2 separate regions of the Xenopus tropicalis genome follow, and region 1 is linked to region 2. The links are chromatin contacts, called in public Hi-C maps. All regions are on one chromosome and are shown on one strand. Each heading gives the region's core, a stretch centred on a gene start, on an enhancer-like site or on the middle of the called end of the contact. The rest is flanking DNA. Distances are from core to core; before and after follow the strand shown.

What was found. A called contact is a pair of places that touch in the nucleus more often than the background predicts.
Region 1: a contact with region 2 is called in a Hi-C map of neurula embryo, with 1.8 times the contacts expected there. The contact joins the promoter of rpp38 here to the promoter of lrrd1 in region 2. A contact is called at or near these places in 2 of 5 Hi-C or Micro-C datasets (brain and neurula embryo).

Annotation. Positions count from the first base shown.
Region 1 is chr6:31,852,486-31,859,393 of UCB_Xtro_10.0, forward strand. It overlaps rpp38 (ribonuclease P protein subunit p38), which reads right to left and starts at 5,170. Exons shown (of 2, transcript XM_002934588.5): 1 at 5,072-5,170. It overlaps gatad1 (GATA zinc finger domain containing 1), which reads left to right and starts at 5,165. Exons shown (of 7, transcript NM_001170506.1): 1 at 5,165-5,292.
Region 2 is chr6:31,603,543-31,610,958 of UCB_Xtro_10.0, forward strand. lrrd1 (leucine-rich repeat and death domain-containing protein 1) reads right to left here and starts at 4,077. Exons shown (of 6, transcript XM_002934594.5): 1 at 3,755-4,077; 2 at 546-2,111. The coding sequence starts at 3,796. It overlaps krit1 (KRIT1, ankyrin repeat containing), which reads right to left. Exons shown (of 17, transcript NM_001127967.1): 17 at 6,015-7,416.

The DNA of each region.
Region 1 (6,908 bases), core at 3,920-6,419, 250 kb after region 2:
CTTTGGAGTGGCCTAGTCAAAGTCCTGACCTGAATCCTATTGAGATGTTGTGGCATGACCTTAAAAAGGTGGTTCATGCTAGAAAACCCTCAAAGCTGAATTACAACAATTCTGCAAAGATGAGTGGGCCAAAATTCCTCCAGAGCGCTGTAAAAGACTCGTTGCAAGTTATCGCAAACGCTTGATTGCAGTTATTCCTGCTAAGGGTGGCCCAACCAGTTATTAGGTTCAGGGGGCAATTACTTTTTCACACAGGGCCATGTAGGTTTGGATTTTTTTCTCCCTAAATAATAAAAACCCTCATTTAAAAACTGCATTTTGTGTTTACTTGTGTTATCTTTGACTAATAGTTAAATGTGTTTGATGATCAGAAACATTTTGTGTGACAAACATGCAAAAGAATAAGAAATCAGGAAGGGGGCAAATAGTTTTTCACACCACTGTATTTCATGGCATATAAATCAGGCGGTCTATTTAAGATGACCCCAGAAAACCTCATTTTCAGAAAATACACATTCTACCAAATGTAAAATTGGTAAATATGTCTTGGTATAGCAAAGCAGCAAACAGCAAAGCTAAGCTAAATGGTGTCATTTTTATGTTATTTCAGAAAATTGTCTCAAACCTGGCATTTTACCCTATTCTATATCCTACATTTCATAATGTACCAACATAAAACATTCTAAATATGAACGCCACGGGCCTACTGAACAGTTTGATGCCCAATATGCATAGATTTACCAAACCATGTGGCATATAGAGGCAACCAAATGAAAATAGCGCATAAATGTTCTTACGTAACCAACGGGCTCCTACATTAATCCCAGGACTTGATGTCCTGAAAAGGGGCGCTATTCCCAAAAAAAAAACCAATAAATCTGATCTGATAGCTTGGTATCATAAATCATTAGCTGCCCTTTAAAATTGCAAAGAGAGGATTGGTGGGGAAATGTGAATGTAGCCAGTGAAAAATCTGGGTCGGGGCCGGGAATCGAACCTATGTCTTAGCGGGTCCGCAGGCCGCTTCAAGTCCGATGCCCTTACCACTAGGCTACCCGACCCACTGAATTCTGGGAGATTTTTTTTACTCTGTTGTCTGTAACAGACCAACGGTTGGCGTATTCTAACTGCAAATGAAACATGCAGGCTATAAGGCTTCCGTTTGCACCAACACCTGTATAAGTAGGGCAGTGAGCCCCAACCAGTGGTTGGTGAGCTACATGTTGCTCCCAGGGGCCTCAAAGTCCCCTTATCCGGAAAACCCCAGGTCCTGAGCATTCTGGATAACAGGTCCCATATCTGTACAAGCAATGCTTTTCTGAAATTTGCAGTTTCTATAAAAAAATTATGAAAATTCTAAGAAATCGCCTCAAAGCTTCCACTTTCAAGCATCATATCTCCCACATGACATGAGGTACCAAGATAAAAGACCCTAAATATGAAAGCTAAGGGGCCACTGAACAGTTTGGTAATCCTATGCACAATGGGCATCAAAGTATCTGGCATTTAGAGACCCCAAAAAGAAGTTAGTGCATACATATTTCATGGCATATAAATCAGGCGGTCTATTTAAGATGACCCCAGAAAACCTCATATTTTCAGAAAATACACATTCTACCAAAGTAAAATGGGTAAATATGTCTTGGTATGGCAAAGCAGCAAACAGCAAAGCTAAGCTAAATGGTGTCATTTTTATGTCATTTCAGAAAATTGTCTCAAACCTGGCATTTTACCCTATTCTATATCCTACATTTCATAATGTACCAACATAAAACATTCTAAATATGAACGCCACGGGCCTACTGAACAGTTTGATGCCCAATATGCATAGATTTACCAAACTATGTGGCATATAGAGGCAACCAAATGAAAACAGCGCATATGAATTTTCTCACGTAACCAACGGGCTCCTACATTAATCCCAGGACTTGATGTCCTGAAAAGGGGCGCTATTCCCAAAAAAAAAACAATAAATCTGATCTGATAGCTTGGTATCATAAATTATTAGCTGCCCTTTAAAATTGCAAAAAGAGGATTGGTGGGGAAATGTGAATGTCGCCAGTGAAAAATCTGGGTCGGGGCCGGGAATCGAACCTATGCCTTAGCGGGTCCGCAGGCCGCTTCAAGTCCGATGCCCTTACCACTAGGCTACCCGACCCACTGAATTCTGGGAGATTTTTTTTACTCTGTTGTCTGTAACAGACCAACGGTTGGCTTATTCTAACTGCAAATGAAACATGCAGGCTTTAAGGCTTCCGTTTGCACCAACACCTGTATAAGTAGGGCAGTGATCCCCAACCAGTGGTTGGTGAGCTACATGTTGTTTCCCAGGGGCCTCAAAGTAGGTTGCCATTTTTAAATTTCTGGCTTGGAGGCAAGTTTTGGTTGCATAAAACCCAGTGTAAAGCCAAACAGAGCCTTCTATAGGCTGCCAATCCACATAGGGGCTACCAAATAGCCAATTATTATTTAGAGCTCTAAATACAATGCTGTACAGGTATTGGACCCCTTATCCGGAAACCCATTATCCAGAAAGTTCCGAATTACGGAAAGGTCATCTCCCATAGACTCCATTTTAATCAAATAATTCACATTTATTATAATAAAACAGTACCTTGTACTTGGTCCCAACTAAGATGTAATTAATCCTTATTGGAGCCAAAACAGTCCTATTGGGTTTAATTACTGTTTAAATAATTTTTTCAGTAGACTTAAGGTAAGAGATCCGAATTACGGAAAGTACCCTTATCCGGAAAACCCCAGGTCCCGAGCATTCTGGATAACAGGTGCCATACCCATACAAGCAATGCTTTTCTGAAATTTGCAGTTTCTATAGAAAATTATGAAAATTCTAAGAAATCGCCTCATCTTCCACTTTCAAGCATCATATCTCTCACATGGCATTAGGTACCAATAAACAATACCCTAAATATGAAAGCCAAGGGGCCACTGAACAGTTTGATGCCCATTGTGCATAGGATTACCAAAGTACCTGGCATTTAGAGACCCCAAAAGGAAGTTAGTGCATACAAATTGCACAGGAGATCTCTTCAGCTACTGAATATGCAACACATTTAGTGCATTTTTTGTGGTGTAAGACACACAAAAAAATACTCTGACCCCCCTAAAATATATAAGGAAAGTCTGGAATAATGCTCCAAACCTGATAACATTCCAAGAATTTCTGTATGCTATAGTAATTCTAATGGCAAATCGCTTGTTATGCACTTGACACAATTTAGAGGACAAAATCCATAAATACACAAAATTCCTTCACAAGCACAATCACATATGTAGTTCTGCGTTGCGGAATGAACCTTGACATGCACGTGTGACAATAGTACATAGAAGTAAGGCCACCGATACAGGAATCATTATATTTTTTTGTGTAGAAGCGGGCACAATGTTTCAGTCCCTGAAGCAAGATCTGGGGAGAAAATTAGTGTATTGATCCTTTAACGGCAAGCAGAACCCTGCATGTGCTGTAGCATAGTTTATCCTATATACAGGTATGGGATCTCTTATCCGGAAACCCACTATCCAGAAAGCTCTCCAAATAATACAGAATTTTAAAACTGATTTCCTTTTTCTCTGTAGTAATATAACTGTACCTTGGAATTGATCCCAACTAAGATGTAAATAATCCTTATTGGATGCAAAACAGTCTTATTGGGTTTAATTAATGTTTTATTGATTTTTTAGTAGCCTTAAGGTATGGAGATCCAAATTACGGAAAGACCCCTTATCCGGAATACCCTTGATCCCGAGCATTCTGGATAAAGGGTTCTATATTCAAGTGGTTTCAAACAGAACTGTATATAAAACAGTGTCCACACAAAGAATAGAGAAAGATTGTTTTATATCAAGAACCCAGTCCAATACTAAACAAAATCAGAACTCAGATGAGACAGGCAGCCAACAACTCTGTGACCCCCGGCTTCCTGCGCAGTGAAAAGACAGGAAACATTTGGTTCAGGTTCAGTTGGCTGAATATTGCCAGGAATCTCTGGCTTCATCCAATAAGGATTAACTATATCCTAGTTGGGATTAAGTACAGGTACTGTTTAACTATTACAGAGAAAAGGGAATCATTTAACCATTAAATAAACCCAATAGGACTGTTCTGTCCCCAATAAGGGGTAATTATATCTTAGTTGGGATCAAGTACAGGTACTGTTTTATTATTACAGAGAAAAGGGAAATCATTTAACCATTAAATAAACCCAATAGGGCTGTTCTGCCCCCAATAAGGGGTAATTATATCTTAGTTGGGAGCAAGTACAGGTACTGTTTTATTATTACAGAGAAAAGGGAAATCATTTAACCATTAAATAAACCCAATAGGGCTGTTCTGCCCCCAATAAGGGGTAATTATATCTTAGTTGGGATCAAGTACAGGTACTGTTTAACTATTAAAGAGAAAAGGGAATCATTTAACCATTAAATAAACCCAATAGGGCTGTTCTGCCCCCAATAAGGGGTAATTATATCTTAGTTGGGATCAAGTACAGGTACTGTTTTATTATTACAGAGAAAAGGGAATCATTTAACCATTAAATAAACCCAATAGGGCTGTTCTGCCCCCAATAAGGGGTAATTATATCTTAGTTGGGATCAAGTACAGGTACTGTTTTATTATTACAGAGAAAAGGGAATCATTTAAAAAAAATAGAATTATTTGCTTATAATGGAGTCTATGGGATATGGCCTTTCCGTAATTTGGAACTTTCTGGGTAACAGGTTTCTGGATAAAGGATCACAAGAACGCTTGGACAGGCCTCCTCTCGGCTTCCATTAGGTTTCTGTCAATAAAATGCACATCCCATTGGAGGGGACATATTTTCACTCACTCAGAGTTGATTGGCTCTACTATATATGTATGGCACATGGAGAAAGAAAGTGACTAACCGCAGGACAAACGGGAGCTGAAGTGAAAGTGCCACAGAGCCCCATGCTGGGTACACAGACACACCGATGCAGCCAGGCCCAGGCGGTATCAGCGCCATATAGAGAGATAATAGTGTCAGGCTCCCCTCCTGATAGCTTTCCCACAGTCCCACGGTTCGCCTACCTTAGTGACTAGGGTTAACGGAGAGTCCAACTCCCGGCGGAGGGTGGGCGCACTCATTTTGCGTAATGACGTGACGTCACAGTCTCGCAAGATGAGATTTGTGACGCCTGAATTAGCCGCTTGCGGAAGTGCGGGAGACTTTAAGGTGTTGCGGGATATTTAAACAGCGATCTGGCGGTGCGGGATGTGCGGGATGTGCTGAGGAGCCGGACTATTGGGCGGTAGGTCCCACACTGACTCCCTGTATGTGTTTCCCCAGCCGGTCTGTGTGCGGCCCCTTCCTTCTGCCTTTGTACCACATTGCTGTTGGGAATAACACACATGCCAAGGCTAAAGAACTAATCAGATAGTGCAAACATGCTGGGAAAGAAAGTGTGACGGCAGCAGAGAAGGGGGACAAATAGCAGAGTAGGAAGGTACTGAAAAGCAGAATGAAATAAAGTACAAAACAAGAGAAAACAAAAGAATGGGCGTGATGGAGATTAAAATGGTAATATAGAAATAGGGGAGAGAGAGGGTTAAATGAAGGGAAACTAATAGGTGGGATACAATTATTATATTAGCTTAAAGAGATAGGTAAGAAAGGAAACACAGCAGCAAGAGAAGTAGCAGGGCGGATGGGGAAATAGATGTGTCTGTGCTGTATCTGTGTATTACATGTGTGTTGGCCTGGGCTCTGGCTATCCTGGCAATGCAGGGGTTAAAAAACTAACAAAGAAGTGCAGAGAAAATACAGTGAAGATAAGTGGAAATAATAATTCAGGATTTATGGTAAACAAAGAGATGGTGGGACAATAAGGAAAGGTGGAGCAGAAGGTAAATGGGAAAGCAAAGTAAGGAGAATTGGGAAAGCAGCATAAGAATGAGAATACAAGTTTAGAATAATTCTGTAAAGAACAGAGACAATGGTTGTTCGGAGAGAAGGGTACATAAAAAAAGATGGCGGAGCATTAAAGCAAGTAGAGAAAGGCTCTCTGAGAATAAAGCTGGCCATACACGCACCGATACTAGCGTACGAAACCTCGTTTCGTACGATATTCGGTGCGTGTATGGCATGTCGGCGAGTCGACCGATATCACAGGAAGCTGCTGATATCGGTCGACTCGCCGATCGGCCAGGTTAGAAAATTTTGATCGGGCGCCATAGAAGGCGCCTGACCAAAATCTGCCATCAGGGCTGAATCGGCAGAAGGAGGTAGAAATCCTATTGTTTCTACCTCCTTATCTGCTGTTTCAGCCCTGACTGTGTGTGGCGAATCTGACGATGTTTCGTGCGACCGATGGTCGCACAAAACATCGTCAGATCGCCACGTGTATGGCCAGCTTAAGGCTGGAGACCGATGATAGAGAAAAGAAGAGAGTAAAATTCTGGAATAGCAATAAAATTGTTAGAGAAGAACACAAATTTACATATGGAAAAGGTGAAGGGAAAAGCAGGACAGAAACAAAGAAAAAGTAAAGAAAATGTTGGATGTGGGTGAGGTTTTTAAGGAGAAGGAAAGGTAAAAACTAAGTAAGCTTTATTAGAAAGGTCTATGTAAATACAGCCATAAGCACTCACAGAAACGCTGCACTGAGTTCTCTGTCAAAAGATTCGTTGTGTCTGTTTTCCTGTGCCAGAGACACGCAGCTCTTTGCTTTCTGCTCATTCCTTCTCCACCCCTCCCTCAAGAATGCTAAGAACTCACTCCCCCCCTTAGGAATGTGGATCTGAGCCAATCAGCAGGAAGCTGACTCATAGTCTTACTAACTGAGCATGTTCACTTGGTCTGGGTGTCGGTGCAGGAGCACGGCATTATGGGAACTTTCATCTGAACGGGAGAAATATGGGAAGACTT
Region 2 (7,416 bases), core at 2,827-5,326:
GCTAGGTATCACCTCTGGTCTAGAGCTAAATGCTGACAAAAAGGTATTTCTAGCCAAGGTACTCTTTCAAGCCGAAGACTTATTACCCTTAACTGGAAAGTGCAAATAGCGCCTACCAATGACCTATGGCTCAAGGCCGTAAACATGGTCTGCCTACAATAAAGGCACTCGCTGAGCAGGAAGGGGAAACTTGGCACCTTTACTAATATTTGGGGTAGTTGGGTAGCCCACGTTACATAGCACCCCCCCCCCCATATCCATATACAAAGCCACTTCTACTCCATTAGGTCCCCTGCTATTCATCTGTACAGAGCCATCTACCTTAAGGTTCTCCAACCCCCAGGTCGCCAGTTACATATCTCTACAACTTTGGGTATGCTGTGAGGTATATGACGTGACATGTATTTGACTATAAAGCTGGAAATATATGTAATATCTTCTTGAGTACTGCTAATGGTATTATGTCTGTACCAGTGTATGTGATTTGATTACAATAAAAATTACCTGAACAAAAAAAAGCAACAATGCCTATAAGACAATTTTACCTTTCTGCCATCTTTCTGGCTAATCTTCAGAGTTTCCAGCGACGAAACACTAAATAGTTCCCTGGGAAATACCTTAAAACTATTGTTGGAAAGATTCACATATCGAAGCCCTTCTAATAAACTGATTCCTGATGGTACAGTCTCTATCTGGTTTCCTGACAGGTCAATTTTCTGCAGGGACTTTAAGGCACACAGTTCAATGGGAAACCGTCTAAACTTATTGGAATGCAGGAGGAGTTCACTGAGGGATTCCAGGTTGGATATGGCTGAAGGAACTGAGTTTATTTCATTCCTACTGAGATCTAAGTAGGCCAGGTTGTGAAGGCCACAAAAGTGCACTGAGAACACAGTTAGTTTATTTCCACTTAATTCCAAATGTTCTAGTTTTCTATTGTGAATGATACTATTTGCAATTTCGTGAATTTCATTTTGGTTCAGATTTAAATACAAAAGAGAAGTCATGGAGGACAAAGCTTGAGGCACTTCTGACAGTTTATTGCCACTAAGGTCTAGCTTGGTTATCTGGTTGCAGTTCTTCAGTTCAATTGGAATCCATAGCAGATTATTGTTGGCACATACAATGACAGAGAGGTTGTTTAGATGTGCCAGCTGGTCTGGTAGCATTTCCAGTGCATTTCTTTCAATATGCAACTCTTTTAAATTCCTAAGATTATGAATCTTTGTAGGAAGTCTGTACATTTGGTTGCCATTCAGTTTTAGGCACTCGATAGCAGGACACCAGCACACCTTTTCTGTGATATCTGTAAGTAGGTTATTGGCAATGGAGAGCACCTTCAGCTGTTTAAGGTTTTGGAGCTTATCTGATATAGCAGTCAGCTTGTTGTCATCTAGGGTGAGCTCCTCCAGGCTGGTCAGATTGTAGAGCTGGACTGGTAGGAAGGTGAGCTGGTTGCTGCTCAGAGAAAGCTCTCTCAGGTTCTTGAGATCCCCAATTTCTTTCGGTAGACTTTTGATCTGGTTTCCAGAAAGGCAAAGCTTAACAAGCTGTGAAAGCCTGAAAACAGCTTTTGGCAGTGCAGAAATCTGATTGCCGTCCAAGTTTAGCACATGCAAATTCTTAAGAGAGGCTGTTGAGTCTGGAAGAGTTTTCATTGAGTTCCCACTTATACACAAAACCTGTAGGGTTGTGAGGTCTCCCAAGCATGGAGGCAGTTGGCTCAGCTTATTGTTGTTAGCGAAGAGTTGCTTAATGTTCTTTAAACCTGATATCTCATGGGGCAAAACTGCTATTTGGTTATGATTGACATTCAAAGCTGTCAGCTGGGAAAGGCTGCAGATTTCAGGGGGTAAGGAAACCAGGGCATTCCCTTCAAGCGACAAAATTTCCAGTTTAGAAAGATGACATAGACTTGTTGGCAGATGCGTCATGAAGTTGTTGCTGAGAAGCAGACACTGCAGATTAGTACATCTGAATACATCAGGGGGGATTTCTGTCAGCTCTTTAGAGTTTAGGTTGATGGATGTAATACTGCCAGTTCCCGATGGCACTGTTCTTGGCATATTATTACTGTCTGACGGAACTAAATTCTTTAAATTGTCCTCAACCTGCCAAATAAACATGTAACATTAATAGGATGGCTAATCATTTACACACAGGTATGTCAAAGAAACTGCTGCACGGTGAGCACTAACCAGATTGATTGGGAAGTCATTGTCTACAATCTGTAAGTAAACTTCATTTTAATAAAAAATAATCACATTGTAGTGGATGGATAACAAACCTCTGGCTTCCAAACTCCTAATATACCTCTCACTGTAACATGTTCTCTCAAAAGGTATGAATAAATACCATGTTTATATGCTGAAATCCAGCTGCAAAACAGTTCTTCTCTTTCTGCATCATTTGAAATCCTGGCAGGGGAGGAGGGACTAAAACATTGATGTTACAAATTGTAACAACTTCTCCACAGCTTACAGGCAGCATGCAGGAACTACATAACCCACAATGCATTGCACTGTGATGTTCCTTTCCTTATTGACATCATATGTGCTGGGGATTGTGGGATTGGGAAGATGCAGGCTGAAGGCAGACTGAGGACAGTCGACTGCTGTTACATTTTTTTTTTTTGAGTTTTAAAGTAGCCAGCCAGATCAGCAGGGGAACAGGGGGCCGGGCTTAGGTAACTGTTCCAAACCATATTATTACATTCAAAATCATCAAAAGGCTGCACATTTAATTGATGTATATTGCAAAGTTGCTTGAAATTATGTTTAATTTTCAAAAGCTTGTCTTTGGGTGGAGTTCCCCTTTAAAGATTTTGAGAGAAATAACACCTTAAACTGTTACATAGATTGAATGTAATTCAAGGGCACCTGCGTGCTCTTCAGCCAGAACCACTGATCTACACGGATGCATTTGCCTTGCACCTAGTGTACTGGAAGCTAATGCTAATGTCATGCACATGGATAAGTGTTGCCATCCCCACTCTAAAATCGTATACTGCCAAAAACTAAAACAAGTTGCAAACCATAAATTACACTAGATTTCTGGGGGGGGGGGGCAGCATTGTGGGTAAAACATGGAGATTTCCACCCCCCCCCCCCCATGCAAATGGATAGATCCATGGTTTGGCATGCATACCCAGTAAAATGGGCAGGTTTGAAATCAAATCAAATACAACCAGTTCTGGGCATGTATGGCTTGCTGTGCTCCTTAAGGTACCTCTTTCTTATTAGCTAATGAAAGACCTTATTCCTTAATTTGCCAGCTACAAAATGTTTTTCTGCCAATGAAGGGGCTATTGTGCCAGTACCTCAATCAATAAACTGTCAGCTCTGAATTACTGGTTGTGCACATATTCTGATTTGCCAAGAAGGCACCAACAGTTTCCCATAATTACCTACATGTTTATGCCAACAGGTTTTTGGATCTGCCTCTGGCAGTATGACCCATAAGGCTTTGCATTCCATAACACTCCTGACCCCCCACTTCCCCCTAAAAAATAGATACTTCAGATGACCACAGTTCATTCAGACCAATGGGAAGTGGCTGAAGGCAGACACACTTGTCACATTGATGTGGTTCAACCAAAAGCCCATAAATCTAGTTGGTGGGCATAGCAATTTGGGCACACACCAGAAACCACTCATTATACACACATGGCACCATATAAAACTGCAGGGGCACAAAGCCTTAACGCAGCATTAGAAACTATAGTGGAAGTGTGGTCCATCTAAGCGCTGCTTACCTGGCGGGCTGAGGTCAAGTAGAATAAAGAATCCACAGACATTCAATTCCAGAGAATAATAATGGATTAGAATCTCACTGAAGAAGGTGACATTCCCAGCAGGTGACCAGAACGTTGCCCATTGCAGATGAGTGGCTCTGAGCAGTAGTGCGAGGCACAAGCAGAAGGTGTATCACTATGGCGACCATGTACAACACACAGGTGAGGAGCAGGGACCTGTGCAGTATCTGAGCAGCAGTGTGTGATAAGGAGGAGGGCCCTGACTCACATTGTTACTCACAGAGAGCACACAGCCCTATTCATTGCTGGGAGGAACAAGAACAGCAAGTCCATGCAATCTGCAAGGAGTGTCTGTTTAGTGTATGGCTACCAACCCAAACACTGATGCTGCTGGGTAATCTCTCAGTGTCCCTCTCTGGCATGCCAGTAAAACCACACTGTTCAGAACCGGTGCCTAGCAACTGAGCCCAATAAAGAAACTGAAGCTGTTTTCTCATGCCATGGAAACGGAACTCACTTTTCTTCTGCATGAGTGTTAATGAAAGACGATTTCTTTTTGCTCCCAGAAGCTGAGTAGGTTCCATTTCTCTTACTGACTGCTTGGGATTACTTACAGATTAGTGGCCACTGGGATATAACAGTGTATTTGTTCTGCAAGTCCAGGCACGAGAATCCAGGCCACGCCATCTCCCAATGCTCAGGTGTGCAAGTGTTTACCAGTCAGGGGCCCATGAAAACAGAGGGCCAACTGATGAATTTAAAAAAAATTTAATCTTTTCTATATTATCCTATCCTATATCCAATCCTATATTAAATCCAAAATACAAGTTATAGGGACATGCGTGCTGAAGAACATCATAAAAATACCATTGTGGCAAAGCCATAGATAATACGGTTCCAGGTTCCCTTCTGATCCACGCCATACCTTGTGTTTAGATTTACTTTTATGGGAACCAAGTAAAAAGGAAGGTCTTGCCAGAGTCCTTCCTTCCTTCTACTTGGTTTTTGATGATTATTTTGGGTGCAGCACAGAACACTAACAAGCAAGCAAGGTATACGTTATTGCAAGTTTTGTAAAGCTTATCAAACATTTATTTCAAAAAATCAACTTTTAGTACAATGTAGAAACCTGCATTTTTTATTTGCGGTTTTTGAATTATATTGCTTTTTGTTCAGCAGCTCTCCAGTTTGGAATTTTAATGACTATCTGGTTGCTATGGTTCAATTTAACCTAGCAACCAAGCAGTGGTTTCAAAGAGAGACTGGTATATGAACAGGAGGGCATAAACAGAAAGAACAGAAAGTAATACAAAGTAACAATAACCATAAATGTGTAGCCTTACAGAGGAATATTTTTTGCCTTCAATATAAAATGAAGACCAGTTGAAAAGCTGCTAAAAATAGGCCATTCTATAACATACTTAAAGTAAAGATAAAGGTGAAGCACACTTTTAATGGCAACAATAAGCATGGCAAGATTAAAAACCCCCAGTACATAGGGGTTATTCAGAGAGAAATTATTACTGTGTTTTCCACTGGAACTATTAAGTTAATATAAACAGAGCTACCAGTGTCAGTCTCAGCTTGCTTAAAAATGTATAAAAATAATGTGATTTACAATGTTTTCTGTGACTTTACATGATCATGCCATTTATGACTTCTTTGAAATGTCAGCATGGATGATATGTTGTTCATGGTAATTGACCAAATTGTAAAACACACCTCTCTATATAAGGGCTCTGGCACACAGGGAGATTAGTCGCCAGTGACAAATCTCTCTGTTCGCGGGCGACTAATCTCCCCGGATAGTCATCCCACCGGCGAAAATGTAAATCGCCGGTGGGATGGCATACGCAGTGGCGCGATTTCAGTGAAATCACGGAAGTTGCCTTGAGCGGAAACTTCTGCAATTTTACTGAAATCGCGCCACCGTGTATGCCATCCCACCGGCGATTTACATTTTCCTGAGCCCTTAGGCAGTTCATATCTGCAGCCTGTTAGTGTACTGGCTCCAAAGGTCCCACAGGTCCAGGTTTAAAATAGGCCCTGGCACTTCTAGTACACAGAGGCCCAAACAGCCGCCCTCCCCCCCCCACAAAGCCCACTAAATAGTGACTGTCTATGGCATCTTACAGCAGCCCCTCTGGCATTTGCCAGAATCCATAGATTGTCAGTCTGGACCTGTAGGCACACAATCAGACACTACATGAGAATAAAGTGACTGAATAAAGCTTACATTGATCGAAACAAACAGAAAAAATATATTGAAAGTATCTTTATTTGTACAAAATATAAGACAATTCTACAAATCTCCTTATAAACATTATTTACATTCTTGAAGAGAAAGAAATGGCAGCCAGGTAGAAACAGGTTTGTAAAGTTGAATGCATTTGATAAAGCAATCGTCAGATCCTAAATGAGCCAAACTCCCTTTGCATAGGACCCAATGCCCTGTGTAAACTCCATGGAAATATTACACCACCAGAATAAAAAGTATCAATATTATCCCTTTGCCCCATTACATTATATAAAGGTGTTAGAGAAATAACTCGTGGTAATAGCTGTTTTTGACTAAACTGGCACCCCATTAGCCTGCTGCTTTAAAATTTAGGGCTGAATGCTTTGATTGGCCCCATGATTTCACCCTCCACATAAGTGACTGAATCAGATCAATTTCTGTCTAGTTGGTAACCTGTATAAACAAGCTCATTCGCTCATGTATGGCTGGCTTTTAGGTGACAAATGCCTCAATCTGGCTGGCCACAAGCTTCTGTATCAACTCTGCGCTTAATTAATCCTGTTGTAATAATGGGGTATTTGAAACCATAAAGCATAATTTGAGTATTAAAACAAATCTGTAAAATATAACACCCAAATGCACTTGCCTGAGAGTGGGCTGGAGATAGAAAGCCAATACATGAGCCCAGCACATGTCTTTATCTGGAATCTCATTATACCTAATCAACAGCCAATATGAGAGGACGCAGGTTTTGGATAAATTAGATTTTTGTCCAGCAGTTCTCCAGTTTGGAATTGCAGCTGGTTGTCTGGGTGCAACTTGCCATAGCAAGCAGACTGTGGTTTAATTGAGAGACTAGGATATGAATAGGATGGGGGCTGAATAGAAAGATAAATAATAATTCCTTTTTCTCAAGGGAACCCAAATTAAGCAGCATACACAGCTATGCAACACACAGTAAAAAGTATGGAAACCCATTCGGGGGTCCCAGCCCCTGGGTTAAGGATCCCTGTTAGAATTAATCTCAGAAACTTTGCCTTGTATAATTGGAAATATTCCGTAGCTAGGATCAGTAACTGTAGCAATCCAAAAGCAGGGTGACTGGAAGACTATTGTTTTCAGCTTTTTAGGGCTTTTATCTTCAAGCCTGTGAAACCTCTGCCTGGTTGCCAGGGTTTTAGAATCTATAGAAATAAGATCTATACAGCACTGTAACATCACTATTGTGTTGTCATTTTGCAGTTGAGCGAAGGCAATATTCAGAATAAACCTATCATTCTTTTCATTTTGTTCCCCACCTACAGCTTCTAGAAAGGTGTTGCTGGGCTAGTTTGCCGTTGAAGCCTTTGTGGACCCTACTGTACCAGCCAGTACTTCACAGTGCTAATTGTGTTAAGGTGTGAGGGGTAACACGTGGCCAGAC